2 separate regions of the Dromaius novaehollandiae genome follow, and region 1 is linked to region 2. A link is a contact called in public Hi-C data. All regions are on one chromosome and are shown on one strand. Each heading gives the region's core, a stretch centred on a gene start, on an enhancer-like site or on the middle of the called end of the contact. The rest is flanking DNA. Distances are from core to core; before and after follow the strand shown. Region 1 overlaps TAMM41 (TAM41 mitochondrial translocator assembly and maintenance homolog). Region 2 holds the start of VGLL4 (vestigial like family member 4).

Region 1 (6,437 bases), core at 787-3,286, 50 kb before region 2:
TGATCTTCAGTAATCTTCAGTGGAATTTAGGAGGGATGATGATGGGCTTCCATCCCATTTAGAAATGAGTTAATAGAAGCATTTTGCTTACATTTGTTTTATATTTCTCTCCAAATAGATTCAATCATACATTTTTCTCTATCTGAAATCTTGCTGTACCTTCTAATAAAGGTCTCCTGATTGCAGTTTCTTAATTAAAAATATTTGTCGCTAGAGGGCAGTCATTAATGCTGTTCAGCTTCATTGCCATTTATTTAGTCTTTTCTCAGATAATATACATACTGTGTCCAGACAGAAAAATTGTCTCATCCGTAGAAATTATTTGCTTAAACCATACAGTAAATGTCTATTACAGGAAAGCGTTCTGCTGTTAAATTTAATCTCTAAGGGTGCTTTATTTCTTTTTTTATTCTTTAGCCATATCTTGTCTAATGTTCTGTCCCCCAAGCAGTATTTTATACTTTCTAGTAGAGACTTTAAGAAAAGTATTATGGCTCTTTTTTATTCTTCTGTTCCATGTTTCTGCAGTGCTCTTGTTAAGAAAATTAACTAAAATACAAGAAAATTATGAAAATCATGAAATTAGTGGCTCCATTGAATAAGCTCTGCCTGTTCTTTCTTTCTATTCCTGTTAACTGAAACAGTACTTTTGTCCTAAGTCTGTTTGTGAAAGAATTAGTTTTCATTATCTGGCCATCATTCTTTTTGAACTGTTACGGGGAACACACAGTTATTTCCTTAGCTGACTGTTAGATCTTTATTCAAAAAAAAAAAAGCCTACTGTCTGGTCTGTAACATTGCAGTCCAATGTACAGCATGGCGCTAAACTGAAAGTTAAACCAGGAATACTTGTTACTGAGATGGCATGCTGTGTACTAACATTGGAAAGAAGCACAGTCAAAATAAAGAATTTCAACCCATTTAAGAGAACTTTTTTCATCTTTCTCTGCTGATGCGGTTTTAAAGTTGAGCTCAAGCTTTGTATTTTTGTTTGTTGTTAAATGCCCTATTTAGTTTTTGATGTGCCTATATAATTTTTTTCCCAACTCTGTGGTGAGGTTGGCTCTCTGTTTCCCATTAGAGATGGCACCATCATTTGATTTATTTTCCCACATAACCAGGATCTGTATGGTCTTTGGGAACTAACTCTGAAGTTCTTATATTTAGCTCCTCTGAAGATGTTGGTACTTTTTTAGCTTAGATTTCTTTCTTATATCATACCAAAAGAACACTGCAAGCCTTGCAAATGTCTTGTAAATAAAATATTACAAATTAAATCATCAGTTGAAGCAATTGTTTGAGATTCTTTTAAGTTAACACAAATGCTTGTAGCTGCTCTGAATAACTTTTTTTTTCTTTTTCTTTTTTTTTTTAAGAATTGGGATCTTTGTATACTGTTTTCTTCATGGAATTATTTTCTTTTAACTACAAAGAACAGTCTTATATATAGAATATTCAGTAGATGCTGCAGTAACTGTTGTCCTTATCAGCTGGCTGGGCAAATATTGCATACCACTGCACTGTAAATATGTGCAAAAAGTGCATGTGTCTGTGTATGACAAACTAATAGTATATAAATATTTGCCTCCACTGTATTGCTGTAGTATATGCATTAGTCCTTCTTTTCAAAAGGAAATAGTGTTATGTCCAGGTATATCTACAGGAAAACTTTGGGGGACCTGTAAGATAGTAATTTGGCTATAATGTAACACAGTTCCAGAAAAAGGAACATGGGATCCTTAACCAAAACCAGATACAACCCATATTTTCACTGAAATTCTGTGGTCTTAATTCCATGTGCATTAGGTCTTTGTTCTGTATCATATAGTGGAAAAATCTAAAGGAGACGTGGAACCACCAAGTCATAGCTTCATAGCTGAAGTAGAAAGACATTTTATGTGGTCCAACTGCTTCAGATTCTGAGACTGAGCCATAATTACAACCATTAACTTTTACTACACATGTGACTCATCACCCTGAGGGCTGCTATAAGAAACCAGCTGTATGTGTAAACCTGTATTTTGCTTTGTAGCATGATGGGCTAGGGCAGAAATTTAAGCAGCTTATTACATAAGATGCTAGGTTCAAGGCTCTAGTGGGTGGAGTTCAGTAGAGTGCTCCCTGCAGGGGGGAAATACTAAGATGAAAAAGCTCTTGATGTTGAGCAAGAGGGAGAATGGGTTGGCAAATTGTTGGAACAAGCTGACTTGCAGGCTGCAGTGCCAGCGCAGTTAATTAGTGTCCTGCAGGGCTATATCAGCTGTGTTCCTGTTTATTTGCCACATGCTATACCTCTATTCCAGAAATATGCTGACTTCATTTGAATGGCAGAACAACATTGATCCTTGCAAAGCAATTTCAGTACTAGAGGGGGTGTATCCTGGAAGTAGAGTACCTAGGAGATTGGACAGTACTTATCCAAGTCATACAGGTAATTTTTAACCTTGGGGATCAGAACCACTTCTTCCATGTATGTGCTAAGCATAGTTTGGCCTTATTCTGTGACCGGAATTCTTACACTGCATGCAATTGTAATGCACATACCTGAGACACTCCAGAATTTACATGATTATTTACTGGTTGTTTGAGATACTGCAGAAAAAGTAACATAGTGACTTCATTTGTGTGCTTGCCATGAGTAAAAACCTATTAAATACATAAAGTTTGAGCACACATATGGGAGGCATAGGCTTCTATAAGCTTAAAATATCCGTATGTATGATTCCTGACAGAACAAAGTTCAGTTTGTTTAAATTGCAATTAGATACACTAGGAATGCAAAAGTGATCGTGTCCAGCATGTTTATCGTGATAGGCTTTTTATTCTCCAACACATTCTTTCAGAAGTACAGCATGTACTTTTTCCTATTATCTCATGCTCGTTTGACTTCATGGGACTCCAGGCTACTAATAACAAAAGTATCGTTCACTTAACATATTATTCGTCTTTTTATCTTCATTTGAGTACTTTCTAAGGTCTTTTTAAATCAAGTATTACTATACCTTTTTTTTCCAAAAGTTCAGTGTAGTAGATGGTTTAACTCTGAGTCTGACTTCATTTATTTCAGAAGAACTTTTCCTGGGTCCTGGTGTGTCATACTTTGTGTGATTTTTGGGTTAATTACTTGTGTGGACTTTTAGTCAGTCTCGTCAGGTAAACGCTGTTCTATTAAATAAACATAAGAAAGTTTGTAATAAGTGTAATGCATCAGGACCGTACTTCTTATCTGTGCGTGTAAGGGACAAAATTAAAGCTGCTTGTGCAGCATTAAAACCTGTATTTTTAGCCTTGAATGTGTAAGGGTTCATTATACTTTGTAATCTGAAAAGTTGCACTCTTTTTTTTTTGTTTGTTTTTATCAAAAACTGGAAGGAAGAAAAAAAAAGTAGCTTCACTGACTAGAATCTGAGAACCCTACTGGAATGCCAAGACCAACAACATTTTTTTTAAGTTTCTGAATACTATATGACTGAACCCAGCAAAAGGCTGGGTTCTCTTTCTTAGTCTAGGTCTGTAAGAGAAGGCTTACCTCTGGTAGAACTTTATGGACTGTTTGAACTGAAGGTGTGCTTCACAAATTGCATGGGAGTTATCCTCAATCCCTTTGTGTCTACAACTTGTACACATTTTGAAGCAATGACTGCTGCTGAATCGTTGCTTCATTATGAAAATTGAGAAATGTCTTCCTTCATTGTAGGCCTAGTGAAATGGTATGGTATTTACCAAAGTTCACTGCTGGTGGAGTTTTTTGTGGGCTATTGGAAGATAATGCTAGAATATTACAGCTACTCCAATTTAATAGGAGGCTTATTGTAAACAAGTGACAGGCGGGTTACTATCATGCAAAGTTGGCCAGGCTGCCATCCCTGTGACAGGGTTCACGCTGATGTCTGTGGTATATGTCCGAGGTTGGTGGTGTTGCCAAATTATAGCTATTTGTCATCATCTCATGGTTATTTTTCCTTCTCTCGTTTTACCAGGAGACTTTAGTTCACCTGGCTATATGCCTTATTGATCTGTTTTTTCATGCTTAAAATCATTTCAGTATTACCACTTTTTAGCTAAGGATGCAGATGTCATTTCATTCTGTAAGTCTCATAGAGTTATTCTCTTTCAGATGTGCTACTCTGTTATGAAATGGTAGCTGCCATTACTTAGGATGAGGCAATAACAAAATATTCAGGGAGGTTATAATGTACTTTACAACTTGGTGAAACCAGAACAGATATCCACCCCACCAGTCAGCAGCACGTTTCCTGGGTGAGGGGAACCACTATATTCCGTTTCCACTTTTAATTCACAAGCCTTTGAATAGCAAAGCTCTGGTTTTGTTTTTCTTCAAAGGCTGAAACTAAGTTTGGAAAGCTTTTGGTGGTGTGCTGTGTTTGATTACATTTAATCAAGATGAGACTCAAGGAGATGCTTGTACAATTCTAACTGCATAGTTGTAAAGTGGGCCTCTTACACTTGCTGTATAGCATCGAGCAAGCCTAACGAAAATCTGGTTAATGGAAGAAATTGGTAAAGTAGGGTTTGCAAGCATAAAGCTTGTTGTGTGCCAGTTGTTTAGACTGTGCTTGTCTTGCCTGAGCAAATGGTTCTTTTATCCTGGCTGTATTCTGTTTCACATCTCTCTCTTCCCTGTTATCCTGTCTGTCAAATTCTGGCCACGCAGCTTGGGCACAGCTATGGTTCCTGAAGATTAGGCCTAATCTAATCTGAAAAATCTGATGGCGGGCTCCTATCTCAAGAGTTGAAATGCTTCAGTGACTTGATTCCTCTCACAGATGTGGCCTGCTAATTAACCTGCATGCTTAACAGCCTAGATTTCACTAAATGGTCCTGCTCAGGCGTCCTGCTGCATAATATAGTCCATTAGGTTGTTGGCATCCATTGCCATGCCAGATTCAGTCCTGCTCAGATGGATGTGCTACATGGCAGTAGAGCAGAAACTGCTTGAAAAGCATAATATATTAGTTTGAGCATGGTACATATGGATGGTTTAAAATTCGTTGCATCTTTAGCATTTAGGAACAATAATGTAAATTACTTGACAGAAGTCTTTATCTGTACTAGTGGAGAGTTTTATCTTGAGTCACTATACCCTTGGGTTCATTTGCAACGTTATCATCAGGGCTTCGGAATGGACCAAGCCTATCCCATTTTTGCATGCTTTGATGCTATTAAAAGTGTCATTTTTTACTGTAACATGTATGTGAGAAGAAAGCTATTTGCATGCTTGCAATGGTGGATTAGGCTATTGTTATTTTTCTAGGGGAATATTTTACTTAAAGTAGTAACAGAGGACATAAAGTAAAAGTAGTAAAAATATAATATTTGAGTTAGTTTTTCTAAATGTTGATATTTTCTGTTTTTTGTGTTATTTTTTAGGGGCAAAGAAATCTGCAACTTACAGTATGAAGAAATTATATAAAATGACAAAGGGATGGTTAAAGAAGACATCCTGAGTCTTGACATACTGTATATGGTAAATAAATGGTACTTTTTCTCCAAATATTTTGCAGGTATTACTTCACCTACTTGAGGAGATTAAAGTGCATTTTAGAAAGTCTGTTTTAATAATTAACATGCCCATTTGTACTACTGAAATAGAAATTTTTGCTAATGGGAAGACTTGATGGTAACAGGGCAAGAAAATTACTGTGTAAAGTGCTGAAATTAGTTTTCCTGTACACTGTAGCTTAGATTTTTTCAGAGAATTTTCAGAAATGCTGAGTCAAAAAGATTGCTTGTAGCTATGAATTAGAAACTAATTTTCTTTATTTTAGTGCCTTTGCTTTCCAAAATACTCCAGTTCTTTCAAAATATTCGCTGTCTCAATTTTAGTTCTGTCAGGGACTTACAGAGCTGGAGAGTCCGTTGAGTTTGAACTAGATTGTACTAGAACTTAAAATCATTATGTACTTTAAAATACATTATTTCTGCACTTAAGAGTGCATTTTATCCTTAATTTTTTTTTTCCCGAAGGTATTTACTGGGTGCTTCTGCAGGACAGACTTCATGATGAGTAAATTTTTCTTGAACCTATAAAATTCTGAGACCAGAAATTTTGGGAATTTCCAATTTAGGAAAGAGTACTGGAAATAAGGAGCTTGTCAGGTATCAGATCCTTTCATGAAATTTGCACATTCCTTTCATGAGACTCAGATGACAACTACCAAACTCATAGCCCAGTAGTGTCAGAAGTGTCATATTTGGAAGCAAAGTCAAACACTCATTGGCCTTTGCGGTCTACTATGTATAAATTTAATAAATGTGGGTGGTTTGGCTGAAGAGAAGTTTTATCTAAGTGCTTGAAAGCCAGGGATATTATGAGCTAAAATATCTACTGTTTGATTAATTGCTTGGTTTTTTTCTCCTGAAAATACTGTCCACAAAAATAAAACTTGCTCATCCCTGCTTAATTAAATGAACTA
Region 2 (7,204 bases), core at 990-3,489:
AAAGGCTTGTTTCAGTAATGCATCGTCTTTCGTATGCATGATATGCATAAAAAGGAAAAAAATTCATTCAGGTATTGCAAACTTTTCCAGCCAGATGGGATTCAGTGCTGTGCAGTGAATACTTTGTACGAAGTATGCCCATCTTAAGTGTAATCAGCCCACATTGATGACCTGTATTATGTTAAGCTAAATAGATTTAGGCAACAATTTAAAAGCAAATGAGAATTATGCAACTTGCGATTATATTTTTGTAGAATAATGAATTCTAGATGTTAATATTTCCATGAGACTAGTGCTTTTGACCCCTATGTTCCAAATTAGGTTTTAACAAAGGTCTAAGAGAAGAAAGTTTGTTCTCTTTCACTGATACTGTGCATGCTGCAGTGATGTGTTGCATTTTTATATGCTGTTGATCTAGGGATAACTTATTTCCTTTTTCCCCCCCCCACCCTCAAGGTGCTTTTCCATGCAAACTTTTGATAAATAGGGTTTATGTCTATATGGGATTTTTTTCCTTTTCTTTTCTCTCTCTCTCTTTTTTTTTTTTTTTTTTTAATTGCTGAGTGTGTGCTAGGCTAAGTAGGATAAGCTGTGTAAAGGGGACAGGTTTGGCTGACCGCAGCAGATAACAGGAATGGCCTACATGCCAGCAGCCTAATGGGTGAGAATTGAGAAAAGTAAATGGAATAGGAGCAGTAACTATGGCAATTAACTGTTTGGATTCTATCATGATACCAAAACCAAAAATATTCACTGTGATATTATTCAGTCTATTGAGCACGAAATGGGTGAAGGCTGGATGGGCTGAACTGACAGTGTTTCTCTGTTCACCTCAGCTTGTCTCCTGTGGCTGCTTTCATCGTGCTTGGGAGCTGGGATCTGTCCCTGGGGGAATCTGCCCTGTGATGGAGTTGCTGTCAGAAGGAGATACTGGGAACGTTAGGACCCCTTTCTCTTTACTTACCAGTCTGGTTCCAAAATAATGCCTTTCTGTACCCACTGCTCTTGAAGGAGTCTGTAGGCTCCATTATACCCAGAATGACTGTGTCTTTTTCCAGCACTTCGGGGAGAATTTGGTGTATTAGCAGTTTGTAAAAGCAAAGATTGAGCACCTGGAGTTTGTCCCCATTCCTGTAGCTGAGAGGACCTCAGTGAGCGGGAATGAAAGGTCAAGAGGCAGATGACCAAGACCAAGGTGGAGTAAGTAGTACATAACTGAAAGGAGGATCTGCCATTTTGTTTATTGGTATCAGTGACCCATGACTGTGTACATTTTGGTACTGTGTGTGCTTTGGCCTGTCCTGTTGCTACAGCATTGGTACACTGCCCTTCACTCACCAGCACCCTGGTAGGTAGAACTAGAGAAGCGTGGCAGCTGTAGCTGGTATAGCGGCTTTGAATTTTAGGGCTTGGATTACTGAGTGTTGCGCTTTGATTGGGAAGGGCTGGAAGGTTGCAGTGTGAGAGAGGATAGGAGGCTCTGGGTGCTCGGTAAGGTAGGGCTAGGGAGCAAAACAGGGGATGGGATTTAGGGCAGTAGGAGAACGTGTCTTGAGGAGTGAGGATGTTCCCACATAGAAGGAAAGAGTAGCTTTGAGATAAGAGAGAAGGGATATAACAATGGGAAACACTCTCTGGAAGGTTGAGGAGATTTGGGGGACACTTGGGAATGTTCGTCTTGTTTGGGAAGGACTGAATTTCAGGGAGTGGAATTGTGGTGGGGATGAGCTTGGGGGAAGGAGTAAGAACTAAGCTCACTGAAATGCAAGAATTTGGTAGTGGAAGGGGGAAGGAGGGCTTCAAGGGTGTGAAAGCCCTTGTATGAAAGGGGCTGGAATTGCCACGGAGTATCATTTACATCTTAGCATCGACCAGTGGCTCCTTGGTCTAGTGACAGACAAACCCAGACCAGGACCTTCAGCCGTGCAGAAAGTGACCTGGTTTGCACATGTCAGCACACCCGAGTCCTTTTTTGGTGTTTAAAACTTTGGTAGTTCTGATCCTTCCCTCTCCACCTCTGTTTTCCCCTCTGTAATTGGAGCTAGCCTGCCTGTTACTGCTGCCCTCCAGCTGTAGCAGTGTCGTTAGCCAGCCAGCTGCCACCGAACTGCATGGCCAGCAATCGAGCTGCTCTTGCTTCTCCCTCAGTGGTGACTTTAATTGTGGTCGGTCGTCTCTCCCTGCCCTCTGTTTTCACAGAAAGCTCAGGAGCGCAGCTATCTTCAAGAACTGTCTTTGAAATATGATTGAAACATGCTCACCATTTTGAAGTTTGGGGTAAGGAGGGTGACAGGCAGTATGGGTGTATAATGCATGCTTTCTTGGAGTACCAGATTAAAAACAAGTAACAGGTGAATCCTGATAGAGCTTTGAACTCCACTAGTGTTCACTCAGATTACTGCAGCATTTGTCTCTAATGTCGTGCAGCATTGGTAAAATCTTTGGTGTGAGCAGGATTCATCAGAGGGAAATTCTGACTTCTTGGTGGTAAATCAGAAAATAACATTTGTTAGTTGTTTTTTGTTTTTTGTTTCTTTTGGTCGTAGTTTGGAAGCCCCATGCTGCTATTGAACTTCATGTCCTGTACCGTGGTGTCTCCTATTAAAAATGGTGAGTAATAGTCAGGAGCACTCTGTGACCACCACGTGCCATAAGAAAAGGCTAGCGCCTGCTGCACAGAAGGTAAAAGAGATGTGAGATGTGTGCAAATATAATTCCCAATACTTTATTGTTTTGTCAGAAAGCTGAAAATTAATAGCACTACAGTTTTTTGCTTAATGTAAAATTGAAAACTTTTATTTAAAACTCTCTCTTGTTTTTGGAGGAGCAAAACACAATAAGAAAAACGATCTCCTTTTCCATTGGGGAACAAAAGTTTTGATAGACAGTTTTCAGCAGTCTCTACATTTGATTTTGGGGTTGAAAATGGCTTTTCTGGACGTGAGAATGTCTTGTGTACCTGCAGCACTGGAAATGGTAACTTTGATCTGTTAGAAAAGAGGGTTTCAGCTTCCTAGCAGTATCGCATCACTCACTGTCAGTACTTGAAAGGGTCTGAGTCTATGAACTCTGAAGCTGATGTTTATATTTTGGAACAGGGAGGGCTGACTACTTTTGGAAGCTGTTGGGGTTTTTATTTCTTTCCCTCTGAGACCAATGAAGTTGTACTCGTAGTCAGCTAGGACTTTCTCTGTCATAGCTCATGGAATGATTAAAATTCACCATTCTACACCAGTGTGGTATGCAGTACATCTGCACATGTGCGCATGTATGATCTGTGTGTATACGTCATATATACAATCAAAACACATTCTTTCTACTTTAAATAATCTAAGTGCAACCTTTTGATAAATGTATGTGGTATTTCTTGTTTCTTGTTTTCTTCTATTTGATCCAGAGGACAATATATCCATCAGCATCCAGAGCAAAGCTGCTGTTCCCTGTGTCGCTGTGGTTTTTGTGAGCATTAGAATTTGGGATAAGTCAATGTGTGTTTAGTTTTTTAGGGTGGTAAATAATTTTGGGGGGATAAAATACTATTTTAATAGTAGAGAACAAGACCCTTGGTTGATAAAGAATACTCTTAAAACTGGAATGAAATTTGAATATTAGTTTTTATCACAAATGAGTAGGTTGCAAGTTATATAATTGGATGTTGTAATAGGTTCTTATTAAGATTGTCATCCAAATGTCTAGGATAAATAAGTACTTTAATGTTTAAAAGTCAGAGTTGATTAGTTTAGTAACAAAAGCTGTAACTGATTGTACTGCATTGCTTTTAGCAAGATAGCATTGGAATTCGTTTGCTTAATTCAATTTCTGCTCATTTATAAGGTTACTACCTATGTTGCTGGTAATATTTTCTGTTGTTGTGAAAGCAAGCTCAACTTAGCTAGATTTACATACATTTATGTATAAGCTGAATTAGGCCCTGTGAGCATCTTATGTCTTGCCAAGCTAGCAATAAAGAGGAAATCTTTTCAAAGACTTTAGCAATCTTCGAGCCCTTTGCTTTGTTTCTATACCCTATAATTAGTGGTTTTTTGAAACTGGATTTGCTTCTTTTCTAAGATGAGGGATACACGCAGTAATTCTGAAATCTAGCCTCTAAACATGGTCTGGCTCCTAAGTTTTCTAAGTAAAAAATATTTTAGATGCCTGAGTTGTTCACATCAAGCTAACTTAGGGTTGGCTTTTTTCTTTTTTTCTTACGAATTATTTTCAGATTTTTTTTTTCTTTGCATTGTGTTTTAACTTTGGTAGATTTACCACTTTTGGAAAAATAAAGTGTTTTTTCTGCTCTGTTTGAAAAAATATTAGGTCATGGCAGAGTTAACACTTCACTGTTTGCATCTGGAAGCACTGAGGTTCCGTGTTTGAGACTCTTTGTAGTTCAAGATAAATTATGCTTCTGATTATTATCAGCCCTTTAGAAATTTAAATTACTATCCAAGTAACAGGAAAGATTATCAAGATTTTAATTAGCAAATAACAATTTTTTGACCTTGATAAACTAGGCTTATCTATTGCTCATTTCAGCTGGTTTTTAAGTGTTTTTAGCACAATTTAGAAGACTAAAAAGAGAAAAGCATGAACAAATTGTGAAATGTAAAGTATTAGTGAGAAATGAAAAATATTTGTGGTAAACCTGATTTTCCTTGTCTGCTGTTGAGTTTGAGCAAGTCGTCTAAGAATGAAGGCAAGATAAATCAGGCACTGCTGAATACTCTTCTCAGTTGCAATTCACCTCACAGCTTGGAAGTGATCACCTGGTTCATTGACTCCAGCTGCCTGCAGTCTCTCACAATTGTGAAGCTGTTTTCTAGTTTTTAGAAAGATCAGCAAACTATGTGTGCTGCATGCCTTTGCTCACCGTTCGTTAACAAACTTTAAACCAGAAAAAAACAAAGGATTTAAGCCTGGAAACTACCAGAAGTAACAACTCCTGTGCCACAGTAAGAGAAGAGAAGATCATCACAGACATAGCTCAAGCCCTGGGTCACCATGATCCATCTGGTAGAAGGAAAGTGGGTTGCTTCCTAAATGGCTGGCTCTTCTTCCCGGAGACAAGAGGTACCTGCTGGAGCAGCAGTTATTGCTGGGGCCTCCTATATTACCTTCTGCACCTATCTCAGAGTTTGACCCAGAGAGCTGGACACTACTTTTACTTAAAAAAAAAAAAGAGAGAGAGAGAGAGAGAGAGAGGGAGAGGAAAAAAAATGATGGCAGTTGCTATGAAGGGTCATCCATGCTCTGCAGTGGCAGCTATAATGTAGCAGTAGGAGTTTGTCCCTGCCTCTGCTGTCCTCTAACCCTTTCTTCACTTATGCAGAAGTGGGTTGGTGGTCCCTCATGTACAATAGGAGGGTGAATTTAGTTTGGAGTCAGAAACAAGTAGCTCTCTAGAGATGATGGAGGGAAAACGAAATTCTCAGAAAGAAGTGGGAATGAGTTGCTGCTAATGAGGGCAGGCTTTAATTAACGAAAAGGTTTTTGAGTTGTTAAATGTTGCTTTGTTGATCTGATATGAAATGGCTGGTTCTAAATTGATAAATATTTACGAAGAAGTGTTCTGAAATATTGCATTTATATTGATATACATATACACTTTTTTTTAGTCTGTATATATGTGTCTCCACGAACAGAAACAAAATCCAAGTCCCAGTCAAGACAATCCTTTAACATCCATTCCTGGGTGCTGGTAGGGCTTGCAACTCTAGATATTCCTGGGCACATTATTCTGTCTTTTCAGTTTCCCTGCAAGCTAGGGTAGTAGGGGACTTGAAACCAAGATTCCTCCTGGCTTGGTCCTTCAGGGAGTAGGGAGCTTCTTAACTTCAGTTACGTGGCAGTTCATGAATACTAATGCAGTGACGGAGATACGCACATTCACAAAATACTTCCTTAGTAGATATTGCTATTCTAATACTGTATTTATTTATTTATCTATAGCAAGATTGCATAAGAGGGAATGAAAAGAATGAAAGAGAGTGTAAACGCTGTTCAGATTTTTTTGCTGCGACTTAGTATCATTGGTAAAATTCTCAGGCATAAGCCTAATCTTTCAGCCTCAAGGAACTTCACTGATTATAGCAACACCGTTTTTTGTGTTCTGTAACATTTGCCATATTGTTGAAATCTTTAGCTAATAAAGTACAGGTGAAATAAGAATGTGTGCATTAGCCTTGGGTCAGAGATGTTCTACCCACTGGGGCTTTTTTCTTTAAAGGTTGTAAAAGGGATAAGTTAGTTTGACGTGATTAATGTCTATCTGTTATGTACAAGATGCGTATTTTGATAACAGCCATTCGTGGCTGCAATGGTCATTCCTTTGTGCTTTGGGAGAAGGAAAGAAAAGAAAAAAAATGTTATGTTTTGTAGTGTCCGGATCCCTGAGCAAAGGGTTTACTCTTGTATTATGTTTGTTTATGTGGGTCTTGGAGGCATGGCTGTTGATGCAGCTGCTTGCAAGAAACTTTAAACATCACTTTCCTGATCATGCAGTAATTTATCTCTGAATTTCCTGTTTGTAACATATTTTTAATTATGCTTTCTTATCAGATCTGAGTCTGTTTAAAAACAAAAGCCCCATTTTGCTTAGATGAGAATCTTTGTTTGCTTTTTTTCTGTGAAATGTATTTTAACTGAAATAAAAAATGTAGGTGGTTAATTGCAGCAATTTTACAGTTGAATGTGCAGAAAAGGAAAAGCAGTTTTTTTTCCTTCAGGCACATCGCCACCTAGCAGCTGCTCACTAAAATTTATTTATTTATTACTTAATTTATTTATTTATAATTGAAGAAAAAAGGTGAAATCTGTTGCTGAAGTACTCTTGCTTTATTTCTCCGCCTCTTTCCTTGAGGGTAATGAGGTATCAGCTAATATTTGGTAATATTTGTCTGACCTCGGGAATGGTCACAGATAGTTTTGTGCATTCAAGAATGGAGTTACACTGGGGAATGCTGCATGGGGTTTTATGTCAGGATGTGGCTCGCCTCCATAAAGAGTTAGTTTTCTTCTCTCAGTTGCAAAACTGGTCGCTCTAGAAATAGTTCGTCTGTGCTGATGATCAAGGGCGAGATGTCAGTTGTGTCCGAGTGGCTGAAGCACACACCTTCTCTCCAAGGTGCTAATTCTCAGGCAGCGAGGCACGCTTCCCTAGTGAAAGACGGGGTGCAGAGCGTGGCGTGGAGGGTAGGCCGAG

Evidence for each region. Hi-C and Micro-C count contacts between places; a contact is called where the count stands out from the background.
Region 1: a contact with region 2 is called in a Hi-C map of brain, with 6 times the contacts expected there. The contact joins the enhancer-like site here to the promoter of VGLL4 in region 2. A contact is called at or near these places in 3 of 4 Hi-C or Micro-C datasets (brain, liver and ovary).

Annotation. Positions count from the first base shown.
Region 1 is chr12:6,961,455-6,967,891 of bDroNov1.hap1, reverse strand. It overlaps TAMM41 (TAM41 mitochondrial translocator assembly and maintenance homolog), which reads left to right. Exons shown (of 13, transcript XR_010391212.1): 8 at 5,392-5,488. Among named protein-coding and RNA genes, the nearest start is that of TAMM41, 22 kb to the left of the region's middle. Within about 2 kb of position 2,036, at least 1 of the 2 cell types and tissues checked has open chromatin away from gene starts, as enhancers often do.
Region 2 is chr12:6,910,769-6,917,972 of bDroNov1.hap1, reverse strand. VGLL4 (vestigial like family member 4) reads left to right here and starts at 2,239. Exons shown (of 6, transcript XM_064518834.1): 1 at 2,239-2,277; 2 at 2,547-2,610. The coding sequence starts at 2,254.